Regions from separate parts of the Mus musculus genome. Here all the other regions are linked to region 2. A link is a contact called in public Hi-C and Micro-C data. All regions are on one chromosome and are shown on one strand. Each heading gives the region's core, a stretch centred on a gene start, on an enhancer-like site or on the middle of the called end of the contact. The rest is flanking DNA. Distances are from core to core; before and after follow the strand shown. Region 1 has its middle 53 kb from the start of Armc3. Region 2 overlaps Pip4k2a (phosphatidylinositol-5-phosphate 4-kinase, type II, alpha). Region 3 has its middle 79 kb from the start of Gm33592.

What was found. A called contact is a pair of places that touch in the nucleus more often than the background predicts.
Region 1: a contact with region 2 is called in a Micro-C map of the G1E-ER4 cell line, with 4 times the contacts expected there. The contact joins two enhancer-like sites. A contact is called at or near these places in 2 of 484 Hi-C or Micro-C datasets (the G1E-ER4 cell line and nephron progenitors) and 2 of 115 datasets of contacts at active chromatin or transcription factors (bone marrow-derived macrophages and pancreatic cancer cells).
Region 3: a contact with region 2 is called in a Hi-C map of the G1E-ER4 cell line, with 2.5 times the contacts expected there. The contact joins two enhancer-like sites. A contact is called at or near these places in 1 of 15 datasets of contacts at CTCF or cohesin (large pre-B cells), 3 of 484 Hi-C or Micro-C datasets (the G1E-ER4 cell line and nephron progenitors) and 1 of 115 datasets of contacts at active chromatin or transcription factors (bone marrow-derived macrophages).

Annotation. Positions count from the first base shown.
Region 1 is chr2:19,145,014-19,147,845 of GRCm38.p6, reverse strand. No RefSeq gene overlaps it. Among named protein-coding and RNA genes, the nearest start is that of Armc3, 53 kb to the left of the region's middle. Within about 2 kb of position 1,290, at least 100 of the 459 cell types and tissues checked have an H3K27ac peak or open chromatin away from gene starts, as enhancers often do. A contact at or near this core is called in the G1E-ER4 cell line and bone marrow-derived macrophages, where this site is marked.
Region 2 is chr2:18,937,944-18,940,643 of GRCm38.p6, reverse strand. All of the region lies in intron 1 of Pip4k2a (phosphatidylinositol-5-phosphate 4-kinase, type II, alpha), which reads left to right. Among named protein-coding and RNA genes, the nearest start is that of Pip4k2a, 59 kb to the left of the region's middle. Within about 2 kb of position 1,408, at least 57 of the 459 cell types and tissues checked have an H3K27ac peak or open chromatin away from gene starts, as enhancers often do. A contact at or near this core is called in the G1E-ER4 cell line and bone marrow-derived macrophages, where this site is marked.
Region 3 is chr2:19,083,982-19,086,681 of GRCm38.p6, reverse strand. No RefSeq gene overlaps it. Among named protein-coding and RNA genes, the nearest start is that of Gm33592, 79 kb to the right of the region's middle. Within about 2 kb of position 1,326, at least 6 of the 459 cell types and tissues checked have an H3K27ac peak or open chromatin away from gene starts, as enhancers often do. A contact at or near this core is called in the G1E-ER4 cell line and bone marrow-derived macrophages, where this site is marked.

The DNA of each region.
Region 1 (2,832 bases), core at 41-2,540, 210 kb before region 2:
CTTGTTAAACTTCTTATGGTCTGTGGGTTGTATCATAGGTACTTTTGGCTAATATGTCTGGCCTCAGTGGGAAAGAATTCACCTAATCCTGTAGAGATTTGATGCCCCAGGGAAGAGGGATATAGGGGTGGGGTGGGTGGAGGAGAAGGGAAAAAGGGATTCTGTGAAGAACTCTGGGAAGGGGGACCAGGAAAGGGGACAACATTTGGGATGTAAATAATAAAACAATTAAAAATTTAAAAATTAACGAATTAAGTGAATAAATAGTCATATGATCTTTTAGGGTTTGCAGGGATCTGTTCCATGGGTGGCACAAAATCCTAACACTACTACTGATGCTATGTTGTACTTACAGACAGGAGCCTAGCACTGCTGTCCTCTGAGGGGCTCTACCAGCAGCTGACTTAGACAGATGCAGATACTCACAGTCAAGCATTGGACTGAGGTCTTTGACCCCTATGGAAGAGTTAAGGGAAGGACTAAAGGAACTGAAGGAATAGCAATCCTACAGAAAGACCAACAGTGTCAACTAACCTGGACTCCTAGGAGCTCCCAGAGACTGAGCCACCAACCAAAAAGCATAGAGGGACAGGTCTGAGGCCCCAGGCACATATGTAACAGATTGCCTTGTCTGGCCTCAGTCAGGGATAGGGGAAAGAACTCTGTGAGGGGGAACTAGGAGGGGGCAACATTTTGGATCTAAATAAATAAAATAATTAATAGAAAAAAATCAGGCCCATCAGTCCATCCTCAGGATCATAGTGTTAGCCTTATCTTGCCTCCTCTTTCCCTGTCTCTCAGCAGAACTCAGAGCTTAGCAACATTACCTAGAGACCCTTGATAACACTTAAGGTCCCCTTGCTCTGCATGCCTTTTGGTTTCTCTTTTCTGGAAAAAAAAAAACCTCACCCGTGATGGAGTCAACTGTATGCCTCCTAACAGTCTATAGTCCCCAAAGAAAGGCACACAGCAATGCAGACTTGTCTCACCATGGGAGTATAAATCCTAGCATATGTGTTCATATCACATATCCGCTAATGTAACGGTTCTCTTAGCTCAAGGAATTATATATAGTCTGTGATATGCTTGCTATCATATAAACCTTAAGTGTCCCCTGAACGTGTGCGTGAAATCCTGGCCTCCAGAAGGCACTGCTAGGAGGTGGCAGTGGAGGTGGAGGCTTCAAGAGACGGGATAGAATTTCTGTCCACAGAGCAGTGCTCCAGACGGGCATTGTGTAGCCGCAGCCACTTCCATCTTCCCCCCTCCCTAGCCAGGAAGCAAATGGTTTTGCTTCACCATGCTCTCCTGCATCAACGTGCTGGCTCACCACAGCCCCTGAAACAATTAGGTCCGTGAGTTATGGACTGGCTGGAACCTACAAAACTGAGGAAGCTAGTCTATTCTTATCTGTTGGCCAGCTCAGATGTTTGTTATTGTAACAGAACAGTGACTTACACAGTGATGAAACTGCCTCGAGGTGGCTTCTCAGATACATCCCCATCACTGAGAGATGTGTAGCAATTTTGTTTCTGGATTCTCCAACATTACATTTTATTCCACCACTGTGCAATTCAAATTAAAAGGATATTCGGGTTTTCAGTTTGGTTTCAGTTTCTCTTGTTTTTCTGTCCACTCTTGTTGATTTACATTTAAATTTTTTTTCTCCCTAATTTCCAGACTTTGATGCAAAGGCCACTGGTGGCTGGAGCTTAGCCAGGTCGCTGTCATACCATTACAGTGGCTGCATTGTCTAGGGCAGCTCTTGCTGCTGTCAGAGCCCTACAGTCCCCTGTCCCAGCTCCAGTACAGAGTGTCCCTGTTGCTGTTTGTCTGAGCCATTGTTTCTCTGATTCTAAATTTGGCTTTACAATCTAAGTTCTATCCCAGTTTAAGCTCACACCTGTCCAAACTGACTAAGAAGGTTTGTCACTACTGTGCAAGCTGACCTATGCTTTGCTCCCTGCATGGGGGGGGGGGGGGGCCACACCCTCCTGTTTCTGTTCTCCAAGACAGAAAGAGATGCTCTTTGGGGGTACTCCGATGCACACCTAAGCAAGCTTGCAGGCTAGCTTGGCCTTACTCTTCTTTCTCATATTGTGCTCACACTAACTTCCTTTTCTTCTTCCTTGTAGCCCCAGCCTCCCTGAACTTTAACCCTGCAGACAACAGTAGTGGCGGCAGTGGCAGCAGCAGCTCCCTTCCAGTGGTTTCTGTGGGGAGCCCCTCTAAGATCTCCTTCTCTGCAAAGTCATAACTGAATCTGTCACATCCTCTTCCTTCTCCCACTCCACCAGTCCCCAGCCAGCACCTAACATACTGTCATAGCCCTTCACTTCCCCATTTTGGGAAATCTTTACTCTGAAATTCTTAGCCCCAGTTCAGGTCCCCATCCTGACTTTCAGACCACGTACACCTGATCCCTAGCAGAGGATGGGCCCTCTGGTGAGTTTTCAACTTGAGGATGGTGATAAAATGTACCCCAGCTGCCACTCTGTTCTTGCTCTTATTGAGGCCATCCATCAAGGGTTTACAGAAGGTTGTCAACACTTTATCATGAAGTAGCCTTTGTAGTAGATGATGTTTTCCAAGTGTGGCTGACTGTTGTAAGTTCTCTGAGCACATTCGATCTGAGCCAGGCTAAGATTTGGAATTACAGAAATTTTCATCATAAGGTACTTTTTTGTACTTATGATGGATTTGTTAGAACAAAAGTTCAGGCTATCTTTAATCAACACCCACTTGCAGAGTTAACCATTCACTGCTTTTGTTGCGCATGAAGGTGGACCAAGCAGAATGGGTTTCTGATTTCATAGGAATTTGGCAGGAAAC
Region 2 (2,700 bases), core at 159-2,658:
ACCGGTCAGGAAGAGGGACTTTTTCCATGCTTAGTGTTAGTTAGTACACATTGACTGTTATAACAGTAATTATTATCATCAACTTAGGAAACGATATGCTTAGTGATTTTTTTTTTTAAATCACAGATAGTTAAACCTTCCAATATCGCTAATTTCTTAGAGTTACGGCAGCCACGTCATCACAAAGACATTGCTTCCCAGAAGTAGTTATCCCCTGGGATATCACAGTTACTGCATGGGATAGATAAGAATTGTCACGTGTAGCTTATAAACTCATGGATGCTAATTACTGCTTGTTAAGCACACATTTAAGCCCTGTGTCTCTGTGAGCTCAGTTATACAAGTCAGAGTCTATGGAGGAAAACTGACTTGACCCTCAGGCCCCCACATCTGTATGCATGCACACACACACACACATGCTCACACACATGAACAGTACATACGTAATGAACTACAGAGCATGCAAGACGTTTTTTGAGATCAGTACTGTGTAGATATACAAATGAAATGGTACTTAAATGAGAGAGAGGATGACTGAGACCAGAAACTCCTTAATCACCTCACTAACACTGAGGTGAGATCTGTCTTGTTTATAGACTGCTGCTGTGGTAAGTTCCGATGTTCCATGGGGAGGTGTGTAGGGCTGATCCTGTCTCCATTTTGTAATTGAGGAAACTGGGGCAGAAAAAGAACAGTATTCCAGTAAGGCATTTACAGCTGCCTGTAAATTCCCATGAGAGGTTGGAAATCGGAAAGTGCCATTTGTGCTGGAGGAATAGCCTAGAGAGGTTTGGGGCATCTTTAAAGCCAGGCGTGGTGGTCCACATCTGCGGGCCCCATGAGAGAATCAAAAGTTAGAGACTGCCTGAGCTACATGGTGAGACCTGGTCTCAACAAAACAAAAAGTGAGAAAGTAAACTTTAAACAAGAAAGAAACTTTTTTTTTGAGTGGGAAAAACACAGCCCAATGAGAAAGAGTCTTGCAGGCATTTATAGACCCATCTGATAAAGGAATACTGGAAAATATTAAATTATTCATAAGTTGCCTGATAACTAGTAAATAAATGCATGACGGAACATTTAGAATTTGGCACAGCCTTTGAGAAAAGCTATTAAACAAATGTATTGTGCGAGAACAAAAGGCTTTAGTGAAATTTTTACTCGGATAAATTGGATGACAGACAGCTAAACTCCCAACTAAAGCTACAAATGAACGTATCACAGTGATCTAATTAGTGAGTTATCTTATAGGGCCAGTTGACTTTAAAAATTATATTTTGAGGGAGCGAAGAGGCCTGGTTCTTGGAGGTGAGACGCTGCTGAGTGGGGCTTGCTTGCTGCCCCTGGGCAGATGGCATGTCCTCGGCCACACTCTGATCCCCACAGATAACCCTTCGGATTGCTTGCCTGCTGTTTGAAGACCGTGTTGCAATCTTTAGCCTTTATTGGGCAAATTGATCTCTTAAAGACATTGTGGTCTGGCAGGGCCACTTCTTGTTCATTAGGTCTGAAGTGTGTTTTAAATAGCTACATTCAATTAGACTCGCCACCTGAGAGCACGAGAAGAAAATGTGCCTCTTGCAGACCACAGGAGCAGGGGGAGGCTTTGTGTTGGATTGTGGTTAATCTGCCGTCTGCACTTCCTGGACAGAAACTGCTTAAGTAAAGAGCACGTGTTGGGGTTTCTTCCATAAAAATCAAAGTTCTGTGTGAAGTAACAGGGCAGTCACATATTCATGACTAAATTTTTCATTCTGAGTGGAAATCCTGGGAGAAGATAATGCTTATTATCTAGAGCCTGTGGTTAAATATTTTCAAAGACGCTTATAAAAATTGGGATAGGAGGAATAAGAGAAAGAAGCTGCCCCATGGGGTGGGGACACCTCTCTTTGGTGGGATCTTTGAGAAGGCTATAATAACCTAAGGCTCAGGTAATACCCGGGCTAAAAGTACACGCAGAGCGAGCGCCCACACCATAGAGGGTTAAGGAATTCACCGTCTCTCCTACATTTTTAACTGTTAAGGTTTTTTGTTCTTTAAGTATTCTCTATGCTTCATGTCAATTGTTACACATTTAAATTTTTTTTTTCTTAACTTGTGTATCATAAAATGGAATCTTTTTGAGGAGAAGGGAAACAAATACTAGATAACCCCCTGGATCATGTGATGTGACTGTGGAGAGGGGCCAACAGGAAGAGCAGGCCTGGCCACAGTTTTCCAGGAAGGCTTTGAGGATGAAGGGAATCCGATCTCAGCAGTCCTGAGGGTGTGCAGTCTCCCAGGGGGATTGTGGAGGGCTGTGGGTTAGGGGCCTTCAGGAGGAAAGCTGTGCCTTCAATGGCTTCCTTGGAATTTTTATTTTCTGTGTGTTTTTCCTAGAACATCACTCTTCTTTCCACATGTGGTAATTGTTGTCCCTTCCTTAGCCCTCTGCCCCAGGCCTGATGCTGGATCTTCCTGCGGCATCCTGGCAGTGCTGTTGAGAGAACTCCAAAGGGTCCTCATGGTCCCACATGAGTTCATGTTTTCATGGGGTCACTTACGGATTGCTTCATGCTCTTTCTATGGACCAGATGAGCAGAAAATCTCCACCATCCCCTGTGTCTGCTAGGGGTGTGTCTCTTAGTACCTGAGACAAAAGTGAGGAATGTGGTGGTGGGAGGAAGAGTTCTGGGCCAGCTGTCACCCAGCCATCTGATC
Region 3 (2,700 bases), core at 77-2,576, 150 kb before region 2:
ATAACACCACAGTGCTCCCTGGGTCATGCTTCTCAGATGCCCTGCTCTTGTAGAATCGCATGACTGTGGATTTGTGAAAAAAAGCCAATGATAAAATAAGTCTAATAATATATATGAAGTAACCTATGTAAAATATTAATTTCAAATGGGCATGATATGATAACAGGCTCATTTTGTCCCCTACACCTATCCACCACGCTTTCTAAACATCTCATACTCTTCAATTTTTTTTTCCTTTTTAGAAACACTCTTTATTTAATTACCTCTCTATAAAGATATAATTGGCCAGACACACTAGAGAAATGGTTGATAGGTTGGTGCTAGATTGACACGTGGGTATTTGCCTCACATAGATAAATATTTTTACTCACTTTATCTCAATAGACTCTGAGCTCTCAGAAAGACTTCATAGAGAAGAGGAAGAAGGGGAGGGAGGGGGAGGGGGAGAGAGAGAGGGGGGGGAGAGAGAGGGGGAGGGGGAGAGAGAGGGGGAGGGGGGACTTAAAAACCCTGGACCCAGTACTTCATAAGGTGTTCCATCTTATTTATGAGACAGAGTCTCTTGTGGAACCTGGAGCTGAGGGATCATCAGATAGACTGGCCACCCCCAACCCCCATCCAACCCTGTCTGCTTCCCAGTGCTAGGATTAAAGATTTGTGCCCCTTGCTGGCTTTTACTGAGGACCACTTCGGGTCCCCATACTTCCACAAGATGAGCTATCTTCTCAGCTCTTGGTGCTTAGCAATTTTATCTTTACCAAAAATAAACAAACAAACAAATAAATAAACGTTTGCCTTAACTGAATTCAGACCTCAACTAATGACAGGTAAGCTAGGTACCCAGAAGGGGGAAAAACAAGAATGTCAAAGGAAGAGAAAAAAAGATTGAAAGAGCTATGTGGGGTGATTTTTTTTTTAGCGTCAACTTTTAGTTATTTTAAAATTTAGCTGAAGTTAATTTGCAAATTAACAGATAGTCTGCTACGTGGCACAAGCTTTCCTGTGGTGCTGCCCTCAAGCCTGCAGCATCACCGAGTATCCCAGGTTTGATGCCCACCCTACAGCTTGTGTGGGGTCTCAGAGGTGACAGCTGTGTTGAACTGTGCTTTTGGAAGCATGGTTTTGTCCAGTCATGACGTTTTAAGACATTGCAAGGAGAGCTGGTGTTTATCTCTCTTCAGGAGGAAGACTGGGCTATCAGCTGTAGTTCAGACTCCAAAATGTCCTGATGCCCATACAAAATTTAAAGAACAGGATCGGGGAAGATGACTCGGTGAGTAAGAAGACTTACTTTGCAAGCACGAGGCCCTGAGCTCAAATCTCTAACATGTTGATAAGAAGCTGGGCATAGAGGTGTGTGTCTTTAACCACAGCATTGGAGGACAGATACAGGCAAATCCTGGAAGCTCACTGGCCAGCCAGGCTAGCTGAAACAGCCAGCTTCCAGCTCAGTGATAAACACTGTCTCCATCCAATAAGGCAGTGTACACTAGACAAAGACACCCAATATTCTACTCTATCCTGCACACTTATGCATATGAGCACACACATCCCACATGCACATATACACGCAATACACACCATACACAATAAACAAATAAATAAAAATAAAAATTGAAAAACAATTTGGGAACCATATTACATTTTCTCTTAAAAAAAATAAAAGTTATATTCTTGGGCCAGTAAGGTGTCTTAGTGGGTTAAGGAGCTTGCTGCCAAGTCTGATGACCTGAGTTCAATCCCCAGGACCCACATAATGGAAGGAGAGAATCAATTCCTGCAAGTCGTCCTCCACACTTCCACTATCTGGCACATGTGTGAAAATGCAAAGTACATAAATAAATTCAATTCAATTTTGTAATGAAAAACTTGTTTTAAAAAACTTTAAAAGAAACATTGACTTCTTTGCTTTCTCAAAATGTTAGTTCATCAGCTTTAGGCAATTTATCACCTAGCTCTTTTCCAAGAACTTACTCCATACTCTCTCACCTCCTGCCTTTCCATTGGAGAAAACAGTAAATGGCAAGTCTAGGTGTCTGAAGCCAGGCATGAGGGTTCATGGAAGGCAGAGGCAGGAGAACTGACACAAGTTTGAGGTCACCCTGGTCTTACATAAAAATCCCAGACCTGCCTGGACAATAGAGGGAAACCTCGTATTAAAAAAGAAATGTAGGGCTAAGGCCAAGGCTTTCCTTAGCCATGTTACCTATTGCTCTCCACTTTCTACTAAGGAGAGGAAATAATTTGGCTCTCTCTTCTCATTGTGTTAATTCTGAATGAGAACTTATTTTTATCATAAATTACTCACATGAAGAAAAAGACGGTTTAAGTAAATAATGAAGAAAATTTCAAATAAGCTATCTGGCTTCCTAAGGATGTTCAGCGTTTTATAAAAGCAACATTGACTCAGACTGGCATGACCACTGCAGGAAATAGTTTGGTGGTTCCCAAAAAGCAGATTTTCACTGAGTGCATGCCCCAGACACTTCTGGAATCTCTCCAAAAAAAAAAAAAAAAAAAAAAATGAAGACATGTGTATCTGAGGATTCGCTTACAGATGGTCCCAGCAGAATTACCCATGCAAGCCCAGGAAAACAGAGACAAGTGGCAAGTCTGTCACCTTTAAATGATATACAAATGGCTGTGTGTGTCCACACAGCCAGAAACTCTCCTGTGATAGAATGAAGGAGTTCTCATGCA